Regions from separate parts of the Mus musculus genome. Here all the other regions are linked to region 1. Evidence: chromatin contacts called from public promoter capture Hi-C data. All regions are on one chromosome and are shown on one strand. Each heading gives the region's core, a stretch centred on a gene start, on an enhancer-like site or on the middle of the called end of the contact. The rest is flanking DNA. Distances are from core to core; before and after follow the strand shown.

What was found. Promoter capture Hi-C pulls out the DNA fragments that hold promoters and counts their contacts. Capture Hi-C pulls out chosen DNA fragments and counts their contacts.
Region 2: a promoter capture Hi-C map of liver shows a contact between it and region 1, with 2.1 times the contacts expected there. The contact joins the enhancer-like site here to the promoter of Sel1l3 in region 1. A contact is called at or near these places in 7 of 39 promoter capture datasets (the C10 cell line, embryonic stem cells, liver and 1 more) and 1 of 9 other capture datasets (embryonic stem cells).
Region 3: a contact with region 1 is called in a promoter capture Hi-C map of hippocampal neurons, with 4 times the contacts expected there. The contact joins the promoter of Ccdc149 here to the promoter of Sel1l3 in region 1. A contact is called at or near these places in 2 of 39 promoter capture datasets (hippocampal neurons and liver).
Region 4: a promoter capture Hi-C map of adipose tissue shows a contact between it and region 1, with 2.5 times the contacts expected there. The contact joins the promoter of Tbc1d19 here to the promoter of Sel1l3 in region 1. A contact is called at or near these places in 1 of 39 promoter capture datasets (neutrophils), 1 of 484 Hi-C or Micro-C datasets (embryonic stem cells), 1 of 115 datasets of contacts at active chromatin or transcription factors (bone marrow-derived macrophages) and 2 of 9 other capture datasets (adipose tissue and liver).

What each region holds. Positions count from the first base shown.
Region 1 is chr5:53,212,058-53,214,826 of GRCm38.p6, forward strand. Sel1l3 (sel-1 suppressor of lin-12-like 3 (C. elegans)) reads right to left here and starts at 1,395. Exons shown (of 24, transcript NM_172710.3): 1 at 1,073-1,395. The coding sequence starts at 1,249.
Region 2 is chr5:54,107,038-54,109,806 of GRCm38.p6, forward strand. Stim2 (stromal interaction molecule 2) reads left to right here. Exons shown (of 12, transcript NM_001081103.2): 8 at 2,666-2,769. Among named protein-coding and RNA genes, the nearest start is that of Stim2, 110 kb to the left of the region's middle. Within about 2 kb of position 1,369, at least 8 of the 459 cell types and tissues checked have an H3K27ac peak or open chromatin away from gene starts, as enhancers often do. A contact at or near this core is called in liver, where this site is marked.
Region 3 is chr5:52,470,161-52,472,929 of GRCm38.p6, forward strand. Ccdc149 (coiled-coil domain containing 149) reads right to left here and starts at 1,418. Exons shown (of 13, transcript NM_001379231.1): 1 at 1,191-1,418. The coding sequence starts at 1,238.
Region 4 is chr5:53,808,216-53,810,984 of GRCm38.p6, forward strand. Tbc1d19 (TBC1 domain family, member 19) reads left to right here and starts at 1,412. Exons shown (of 21, transcript NM_144517.4): 1 at 1,412-1,643. The coding sequence starts at 1,545.

The DNA.
Region 1 (2,769 bases), core at 145-2,644:
ACCTCCTTAGCAGGTGAGCTTAGAAGACGACCAGAATCCAAACACCGTCAGTGCACATGAACGGGGTTCTGGACAATGACATTGCTCGTTTTTTAAGCATTCTGTGAATTTCCTATTACATCAGTTTCATGATTCAGCATTTTCCTTTTCATTTATTTACAGTAATATTCGGCGAGATAACCTAAGCTTTCCGCAGGATCCTGGAACATAAGGTAGGCTGGGCAGCAAGGGTGTAGCCTTCTGTAAATTTACTATTGCTCAGAACTCAGGAACAAATGGGAGAGAGCAAGTCAGCCAAAGAACTGGGAAATAGCTCCTCACCTTACTCTGAGGGTCTCATTTTCTCTGGTATTTAAAATAGGTGACTGCCATCTAGTTTGTAAGTCTAACAGAAGGCAAGAAGTGTGCAAATTGCAAACTGTGCATAAGCCAAACGCAGCTCTGAAACGACAGCGTTCAAGACGCAACTAAAGTCACCACTCTGGCGGTAAGCGTGGTACAAAGAAGTAGATTTCATTCTGGCACCCGCAACTTGGCTGGAGTGACCAAGGAGTTGAGAAAGAGCCTCTGGAAATGCGATGTGCGGTGGCACAGAACCGTCTGGACGGAAAGAACCCGATGCAAACTCAAAGGAGGGTCGGGGTGGGGGGTGGGGGCAGGAAAAAGGAGAAGTTGGGCACACGGAGCAAAGGAGCTTCAAGAAGGTGAATGAAAAGCCTAGGACAGGTGGGGACAGGGCTGGGGAGCCACGATCCAAGGGGCGGGAAGCAAATGCAGGGTAGGGAGGGTCCAACGTCGCTGGGGACAAGAAGGGTACTCTAGGGGAACCTAGCCCTGGTCTCCAGCAAGGCGATGAGGAAGAGGAATGACTCCAGCGAGAGTAGCCCGCAAGTCCGGTCCACGCACCCGGGTACTCATCCCAAGGGCTGGGAGCGCCCGGGACGCAGTGGCAAGGAAAAGAGACAAACTCGCGGCGACGTCCCCACCTCCTGCGGTTGGGGTCCCAGGCCACCCCCACCCCGTCCCCAGGGCCCGCGCAGAAGGAAGGACCCTAATAGGGTCCGGCGCTCACCAGGTAGCAGAGAAAGAGCAATGCGCTGGTAGGGCGGCCGCCGAGGCCCGGGGAGACACCGCGGCTCGGGGGGACCATGGCTGCGGCCGGGGGACCGAAAGCGGGCGGCGGGGGCTGCTGCTGCTGCTGCTGCTGTCGCCGCCGTGGCCACCAAAGCCCCGCGCCGCGCCACTGCATGGCGAGGCCGCCCGGATCCCGGCCGGAACAGGTCACCTGGTGCAGGGACCGGCCCCCGCCCGAGGCGCCACCTTCCCTCCCGCCCCCGGCCGGCGGCCCGCCGCGCGCGGGGCCACCTGCCGCTGCCACCGGACCCGCCGCCGCCACCGCCGCCACCGCCGCTCCCGCCGCCGCCCCCGCAGCCCCAACCGAGCGCCGGCTCCTCCCCGCTCGCAGTCCCGTCCCCTCCCTCCCTCGGCCTCCCTGCCCAGCCCGCCTCCCTGGTCGTTCCCTCCGAACCCACGACGTCCACCCCTCCTGGCCGTAGGCGCCCACACAGGTGGGGACCTCGTGGTCCCGCCCCCCACCCCGGCCGCTGTTCGCCCCCGGGTCCGCGGGGCTCTCGGTCGCCCCCCCCATCCCTTTCTCTTGCTTCCTCCTCCGCCCCTTCCGCGCCCTTGCAGTCCGCGATCCCCCCCCCCCACCCCTTCTACTACCCACTTTCTCCGTTTCCTCCACGTCCTTTCTCCCCAACTCCCTCCCTTCTCCATCTCTCTCTCCCGCATCTCTAGCGGGTGCCCACCCTGCTGCTTGCCTCTCATTCCCACTTCGCGCCCCAGCACTAGACAGTGAGGTTTGTTTGGTGGCTTGGGGGTGGAGGGGTAGTGGTGGCCCGGGCGCCATTCCGGCAGGGCGGGGGCCGAGAGTGCTTTCTTGGAGTTGAGCCACGCAGCCGCTTGGCTTCTAATCCTTAGGGATGGATTTTGACCCCTGCTAACCTCCACCTGTCACCTGCAGGGCTTGGGGCTGCTTTCCTGCTTGCAGGTTTAGAGCCCAGGCTGTGCCCCACCCTGCCGCCTGATTGGCGACTCGTTCTGGATGTTTCCCCAGGGTTTTGTGCGGTGTGGCCGCTGCTGCCTCCGCGCTCTTTGTTTTAATTGTCTGGAGTATTGGCGCCCAGAGCGGGTTTGTATTTGATTTGCATCCCTGAGCTCTGGCTTCCACTTGGACGAGGAGAAAATGAATTAATTAGGCCAGTACAATCGTACCCAAGCCCCAAATGAAAGGAGGTGAGGCCCTTGAAGTGCGCAAACAGCTTTTTTTTTTTTTTGAAAATCAGGACACATCCTAGGTTTTGGGGAGGCAAGGTGAGACTGGATGTTAGTAGACCTGGGTTCTGGAGCCACTGGCAGGTGACATGAGACTCGTGGACAGGGCAAGCAACTCGGGCTTGCCCTGTAGTTCCAGGAAGTGCTTGGCTGTCCTGCTGCTGAGAAGACTGCTTGTGAGCCAAGGGCTGGTGTCCTGAGATAGTTAACCCATGTTGAAAAGTTTGTCCCTTTGGCACTGATGTGGATGTGTGTGGATGGGAACTATTAATAGATTGGAAGCCAAGGAACACAACCCTTTCCCTGAGGAGTTGTCACTACTGTGGTCCAAGTAATGCCAGGCGCGGTGGGGGGTGGGAGGTGGGGCGGGGAGGATCGAGGAAAAGCTCAGAGTCAGTTTCTGGACCTGGCTACAGTGGGGCTATCAGCAAA
Region 2 (2,769 bases), core at 119-2,618, 890 kb after region 1:
GTCCCAATGAGTTTGATTCAGTTCCTTTATGGAGTCCTTGAGGAGGGAGTATTTACAGAAGCATGGGCTTGTCTGTCCTTCCCTGAGCGAACCTTAACTGCCGTAAGAACAGGGTTGACAGGTGACTGCCTCTCCTTTTATCTCTGGTTCTGCCATAGAGTGCTTTGCATGCCTTTGTAGACCCTAGGGTCACCGGAATGTGATGTTCCGGTTGTGCCAGTATAAACACAATCCTCATGTCATCCCGAGGCAGTCAAGGGTGGCTTACAGGAGAACAGTGGGTCTTTAGGAAGAACTCAGCCCAACATGATTGTATTGGTAAGAAACGCCACCTTGAGTAGTCAGTGTGCAGAAACCCTTGTGTCTGCACTAGGGGACCTGCTCTGAGCACTACCCCTTATAGAATGCTAAGAGACATAACCACTTCTGTGCGTTACACACTGTTATTCAACAGAGGCAAGCTTTTGTGTGTTTAATTTCAAATCTTCGATTTCCTCTACTGCTGTTCAAAGCATCATTTACTGAGGAAGTAAGTGATTAACCTGGGAAATTAACTTACGTTATCTATACAGTACCCTACATTGCATATAGTTGAAATATACCCCCCCCAGTGGAGATAACTTCAAAAATGATCAATATGGTATTATTTTCTTTAAATGAAGACTTTTGGGTAACTAACATCACTTTATATTTTTATATCAATGGTTTTGCTCCTAAAATTGTTATATTATTAATATAAGTCTCAGGCAGTGATCTTCAAAAGTATGAATTTTACTGGAAGCTTCATGGGCTTCCAGCCAATCAAATCCGTCAAACCAGGTCTGGAAGCTAGGTTTGAGGTATGTGGGCTGTTTCTTTCTGACATGTTTCTACTGTTGTTTTCAATGTTCCAGAGGGATATAGTTTTTAAACCTTAAATTCATTTGTAAATGCTATTAACTAATTAGACTTTGACCATTCTCATGGATAACAACATAATTCAAACAGAGTTAAGATTTCGATCAAATAACAAAGTTATAAATAACAGCTGCTGAACAGTTGCTAGTATGGGATGAACATAAATTTCACATTATTTAATAGTTAATTTAAGCATTGCTCAGCCTCAGTTTATGCCCCAATACAAAGTTTCTGTGCAAAATAATCTAACTATTTTAAGAGAATTTGATGGAAAATGTTTAGGGTTGTAGAGAGTAGCATGAGTGAAATGTGTTGAGATTCTGTGTATATGTAGTATCCTGAACATTTAAATCACACTGAATTTTTAGTTTCAAAGTCTTGGGAGAGAAAAGGCTTGCTGTAGTCTGCTTGTGGTGTTCTGTAGGGCTGTGTGTCACAGGGCCTGGTTTCACACTCTTTCTTCAAGAGATATCAGCAAGGACACCACATTGTCCCATGTACATTACACAATGAATCACACTAGGTGAGTGTCACCTAAGAAGTTGCTTCTATTGAAAAAGCCTTTTTTTTAAAATGTCTCAAGTTGCAACCCTTTTTTTTTTGTTTTGTTTTGTTTTGTTTTGTTTTGTTTTGTTTTTTGTTTATACACTATGTGTCCTGTTGTGATTTCTTTTTAACTTTGGAGTTTTAAAATATTTTTCTACACTGCCCAACAGCTGTTCTATTTCTTGATCAAAAGTTTGTGTAGTCCTATTCTTAGTTTACTCTGGCAAACAGAAAGGTTTATTTAAATCAATTGGATTTGTTCAGATCAAACATCCCTCTGCACTTTAGTTTAGAAATGGAGGGAGTTTCAGTTAGCTCAGTTAGCTTTGTGGGCGTAGTCATGGGCCGGGCACCAGGATCAGTGTCCACCGTGCCCCCGTGGCCTGGTGGGGAGGTTTTCATTATGCATGCCAGTCCCACCATCCTGCCCAGATTGTAAGTAAGCTCTTCCAAGAACTGAGTCTCTCTTCCTTCTTTGTCACTTTCTTACTGGGGCTTCGCTTCATATATTTTTTTTTCCTTAGCATTTATCACACTTAACACATCAGCACCTTATTTCCTTTATTTAATTGGCTGGCCCTTAAATAGTATGTGGGAAAAATACTTCATCCTTACAGGGAAAGCAATGCATAGTTTCTCACAGGGAAAATCAAATATATTCTTGGCCAGAATTGACTTTCTTAAAATTTGCACATAGTTTTTTCACACTTAGTGTCTGTTTGCTTACAGGAGCAGTGGGTGATCTAGACAGGGTGGAACAGGCTGTAGTGGGAGACGCGCAGGAAAGAACAGACAGGGCATCAGGAAGGAGACCTTGAAAGTCCGCTTGGTTTATGTGGGTATTGCTTCATATCCTAGGGAACCAAAAAATGCGCTGTGCGGAAAGTGTCATCAGTAATTTATATATTTCCTAATTTGTTTTCTTTTGTGTCTGATTTGTCTTAGCTTGACAGCTATAAAATAAAAAACCATTTCCACAGTTTATGTGTGTGTGGGCTCATGTGCCCCTTCACTAATCTGTAGGTTCAGCTTTGCTCAGTAATCTAATGATGTACTTCAAGGCAGCACTAGTTTTGAAATAAATCATTTAGATTTAGGGACTTTAAAAGGGTTTTGTAAAGTCCATAATTGAATTGTTTGTTGTTGTTGTTGTTTTGTTTTGGCACCAATGTTTATTTCAGTCTCTTCTTCCTTTTGTGTTTTCTTTCTCTCATCCTTCCAGGTCCGCATGGCTCTAAAAAAGGCCGAAAAGGAGTTTGAACTGAGAAGCAGCTGGTCTGTCCCTGACGCACTACAGAAATGGCTTCAGCTAACACACGAAGTTGA
Region 3 (2,769 bases), core at 168-2,667, 740 kb before region 1:
GATGGCTTTGGTTGGACTCCTGATCCTCCTGCCTCTACCTCTACCAAGAGCTGGGACCACAGGCGTGCATCCCCATGGCCAGGTAGTGTGCTTGATTTGGAATGACCATTCTCAACACAGATCTACCTGAACAAGAATACCGTACCTTCTAAGTCAGCACCCACTCCTGGACTTCCATGGAGAACCCACCCCCACCTTCATCATCTTTTACTGCTATAGATGATTCTGGATGGGCCCAGAGATGAGATTCCCAGTGGATATATTCCTTGACACAAAGCCTGATAGAGAAGATAACCTGACAGAGAAGATAGAGCTGGGCCGTGGGCCGAGACATAACCCCTTCCAGTGCTAGACCAATGTTTGAAGGAACTAAACTAAGTGGCTCTAAGTGGTGGAGTTCATTGCTCTACACACACTGGGTGTTAAGTGGCTAGATAATGGAGGAGCCGTCCATACAGGTGAGGGAGGTGAATTGGTAGCTTGCTAGGGGAAGGAAGACATCAGGATCCCTCTCACCTGGAGAAGCTAGCTGCCTGACCCGAGCCAACCAACTGGGTGGATCAGAGAGAAGGCAGCCTAAGAGTCTGAAAGCTTCCTTCTGGCCCATTCACAGGGGAGGGCGTGGAGTTGTCTATATCCACAGGTCACATCACCTCTGTACCTGTCTCATTTTCCTTTGAGAAATGAATGGTTTCACTACCTCACAGCACATAGTAGGTGCGGGAAACAGGAGCTCAGAGAGTGGAGTAAGTGAACGCATGAACCAACCATTGCAAGGATGCCAAACTCTTTCACTTAAACCGCTGCTCCAAGTCATTGCACCTGCCCAGTTGTTACCCAAGGGCCCGGATGGTCCCTCAGGCGTCACCTTTTCAGCATCGGGAATCATCCAATCGCTTGCCTCCATAACAGTGGTGACTAGGCAGGCAGGTGGGGCTTGGCTCTTTCCCCTCCCGGATCCCAGGGCTTCTCAGTCTCTCCAATCCTAGGCCAAACGCTGGCGAGCGAAAGGCCCCTCCCCAAAGCCTGGCACCAGATGGTGCGGGCGACCGCGGCTCCCCCGCAGGCCCGAACGTGAGGGGTGGACCGTGCACCTGCAGGTCCTGCCGCGGCCACCTGCTACCCGGGCTCACAGGGCTTGGGGACCTGCTGCAGCGGCTCAGGAGGCCGATCCGGAGCCCCGGCCTCACCTCGCTCACCAGCCCCTGCCAGTCGCTCTCGGTCCGATCGCCGTCCATGTCCCCTCCTGCGTGCGCGGGCGGGCTGCACAACCGCCTCCCTTCTCCTCCTCCTGCTCCTGTCGCCGCCGCCGCCGCCGCCACCCCGGCCCCGCGCAGCCCGGAGAGGGCCAGGAACCTCCGAGCCTCCGCGCCGCCGCCTCCCGCGGCTGCCCGCGCCGCTGCCTCCACGTCAGCCTCCGCGGAGGAAGGGGAGGAGGAGCCGGGCCCCAACCACTGCCCTACAGTGGCTCGGGGCCGGTGCCAGCCGCGGCACCCCGGGGACCCCAGGCCACCAGCTGTGTCTCCTAGGGAAGGAAGGGACTCTGCATGTGAACCATCACATAACCCCAGACTCCAGCATTCCCAGGCCTGTGGTGAGGGAGGGAGGCTGGCGAACAGGTGGGTGTCATCCCCAGGTCGAGAAGCCAAACTCCTCCATCCAGCCATCCCCTGCCAGGTCAGGCCTCTACCATTGAAACTGAAGCTCCACCAAGGAAGGGCCCTTCTTTCCCCTGAGTACACATTGGAGCAACCTTGGCACGCAGTAGATGCTCTACATCTTTTGGTCGAGCGTATGAATGAAGCTCACCATACTGTACATACATTATACTGATTTTTAAAGCGACCAACATTTCTTTTTAAGTATCTGATGTCGTACTAGAACGCAAGTACAAAGTTTGAAAATAAAACTCTAAATTCTGAATAGGGCCAAAAAGCTTGGTGGTGGGATTTAGCATGAGTTAAGAGAGGAGCCAGCTGAAGATTGTGCTATTCAGGGCTCTGTGTAGAAGAGGAGGTGGAAAGGCTGCAAAGAGATGTCAGAGATGGTGGGTGACTTCGAGGAAACAGTTTGCAAGCACAACAGGGCTCATATGGACTCTCAAAACACACACAAGCCCAAGTCAGACACAAAAATGAGAAGAGACATGGCCGCAAAGTCTCACCCCTAACCAAGAAGCGACTTGCAACTGATAGCTTCTGGGAGAGGGAAAATCCGTTTTCTTAACAGAGTGATATTTCAAACACACGGCAAGGCAGGCCCCGTGTTCAGTCCTAGTCAGCCAACACAATAGAACGTCACGGATTTTTTTAAATGCTTTTGTTTGTTTTGGTTTTTATGAGAGAGAAAAAATAAGAAGTTGGGGGTGAAGAGAAGGGGCCTAGGAGGTCTTGAAGAAGAGGAAAGAATATAAGAATATTTAAAATATATTGTATAAAATTTTCAAAAAAAAAAACTTTCTAAAGATAATTCCATGAAACTTTCATGGGAAAGGAAGACTAGAGACCTCCAGAGGGAACCTCAGATGAATGCTATGTGATCCCCGCCCCCACATAGTTGCCAACAGAAAGCTTTCCATACTTGGGGAAACTCAGCTTGTATAAAGGAGTAGGTGGCCTGAGAAGTTGGTAAGTCCATTTGGCAGCTGTAGAAACCTCACGGCCACCATGGATTTACATTGTCAGTTCCTGCTGAGAGCGGGTCAGTTCTGTGACATGGAAGCTGGGTGCTGAAAAGTGGAGAAGCGGCCTTGGCCCCAGCATGCTACAT
Region 4 (2,769 bases), core at 162-2,661, 600 kb after region 1:
TCCTGAAATTCTACTCTTGCTGTGCTTAAAAAATATGTATACACACAAAACCAAAATTAATCCGTAAGTATTTTGGTGATATTATTCTAATGTGTATTCTAATTATTCTATTATTCTAATGTGTATTCTAATGTATAATTACACCTTAGGGCGTTTGCTGACCTACTATTGGCCTTTGGATTAACGTTCAATTAGTTAAATCAGTTACTTCTAATTATAACTATGTTTCATATATTTCCTTGAGGACACAAACTGTATTTTATTAAATATTTGTGCTCACACAGTTCCTTGTATGTAAATGCTCGATAAACTGAAAGTTGGACCATGTCTAAAAGATGGAATGAATGCATAGAAATCTAGATGGTAGATTTCTTAAAGACAAGGACAGTCAGGATCTTAGTCATTTTAAAATTAAGAATACTAAAAAAAAAAGTATTAGTAATTGTTGTTGGTTAATTTGTATGTGAAAGGAGACTAATACCAGGATATGATTGTAGATTCTAGAACAGCAGTTCCCAAGAACCACCCTTTCACAGGACTTGCTTAAGACCATTGAAAAAGGGCTGGAGAGATGGCTCAGTGGTCAAGAGCACTAACTGCTCTTCCAGAGGTCCTGAGTTCAATTCCCAGCAACCACATGGTGACTCAAAACCATCTATAACCATATGACAGTGTACTCATATACATTAAATAAATAAACTCTTAAAAAAGACTTCCTTTAAAAAAAGACCATTGAAAAACACATATATTTATATGTGTTTCATAACAATAGCAACATTACAGTTATGAAGAAGCTGCAAAAAAATTATGATTAGGGTTCACCACAACATGAGGAACTGTATTAAAGTGTGGCTGCATTAGGAAGATTGAGAACCACTGCTGTATAAAGCCTAGAGAATAGAAACAGTCGCAAAGGAAACAAGCGTGCAACTTCATGAATTGCTTCTTACCTCAGCCAACTATCAAAACATCCTGCCAATTGGTGTAAATTGAATTCTGCAATTTAAATACATCGCTTAAGTGCAACAGCTAGTATCAGAGCCCATAATTTTGGGGTGTAACCAGCAGCAATTGTGTTCACAGGCGTGTTCTGCAGAGATTGACTGGTGGAAGAGTTAAGAATCTCTATAATACAGAGTCTATATAGTAAATTTCAACACACACACACACACACACACACACACACACACACACACACACACACCACCTCGTTCTCGGTTCTTTTTTGCACATCTGAAACTTTGTGGCTGCGGAAGAACAAGCTTTTGTTCTGTGTTTTCGATCAGACTGGGTAGGAACAATGAAATCTACTTCCCGGCCCTGGTCTCTTTCCGCCCTCGGAACGCATGTGCGAGGTCTTTCAGATGCGGAGGGGACCAGAGAGGGACGGACGCACGGCCCAGCAGTTGCCTGGCAACGCCCGCTGGAGGAGTCCCGCCGAAAAAAGGTCCGGGAGAAGTGTCAGCGGCCAGGAGTGGGACCCTGCAGCGCATTCTTTCCTTGCCGGCGGCCGTCCCCGCGGCTGGCGGGTTAGGGCAGGGGAAATGTTGCAGGAGGAGTCGGACCTGTCCCTCATCATTGCCCAGATCGTCCAGAAACTCAAGGGCTCCAATTTGTATGCTCAGCTGGAACGGCAGGCCTGGGTAAGCGGGGCTGATGGGAAGCTATGGAGACCGGCAGGCCGCAGGATGACCTGCCTGCTACACTGCCTTCACCCAGGCCAGAGCTTTTTGCTCTCTCCACCCCTTTCTGCTGTTTTAAACCCCTCCCTGAGCCTTGCACCTTGTTTGCTCAGACCCAGGAGTGAGGCAATTGTATTTTTTTAAAGATGGGTGGGGCTCATCACGCCCTTCTTCAGGCCAGAGAATGGCCAAGGCTTCTCCCGTTTATTCTTGTAGTCGTTTAAGGGACCTATTTTTTATTTTTTAGATGTTGGACTCACGAGCAGCATGCCTTCCTTCTTTTTTACTTTCTCGTGGATGGATTGGGATCCCATGTGCTTTATTCTAATGTGTCACTTTGTTGCACTTTGCTCTCCCTACAGTGATTTTTTTTTTAATGTGCCCACCTAGCGTTTATTGAATTCATTTAAACAGACTCGGCCCTGCGAGTAGACAGAATAACCAGTAGAGCTTTACTGTATGAGAATGTAGTGTGAATGGAATCCTACAGTACCAAAACTTTTGTGGATGCTTCTGTCCCCGTTAGGATTTTGAGATCCATCCAAACTTGGTATTTTAGTACTTCTGTTCCCATTAGTTTCTCTAGTTAGTACTTACCTGGTGGATATTTAGGTTGTTTAGAGATTATGGATAATGCCAATATGTATATTCTGTGACTTTATCTTTATCCCATGGATTGTCCAGAAAATGTATTGTTTAGTTTTCAAATTTGGGGAGATCTTTCCAGTTTCTTCCTTTTGTTGATTTCAAGTTTAACTCCAGGATGGATAAAATTTATATTATGTTAATTCTTTAAATTTTGTTGGAGTATTTTTTTATTTTTAAGATTCGTAATTTGTTTTCTCTTGTTGAACATCCTTTGTGTACTTAGTAAACATCTTTTTTTTTTTTATAATTTAGAAATGTCAGTTAAGTAGGTTGAAAGTTTTGTTTAAGTGTATCTTTACTGAGTGTGGTATGTGATGATTAATCTTGTTTGTTGACTTAAAACACCTGAGAAGAGGAAACCTTAATTGAGAAATTGATCTCCTAAGCTGCCTCTGTGGACATATGCACGGGGCATTTTCGTGATTCCTAACTGAAACAG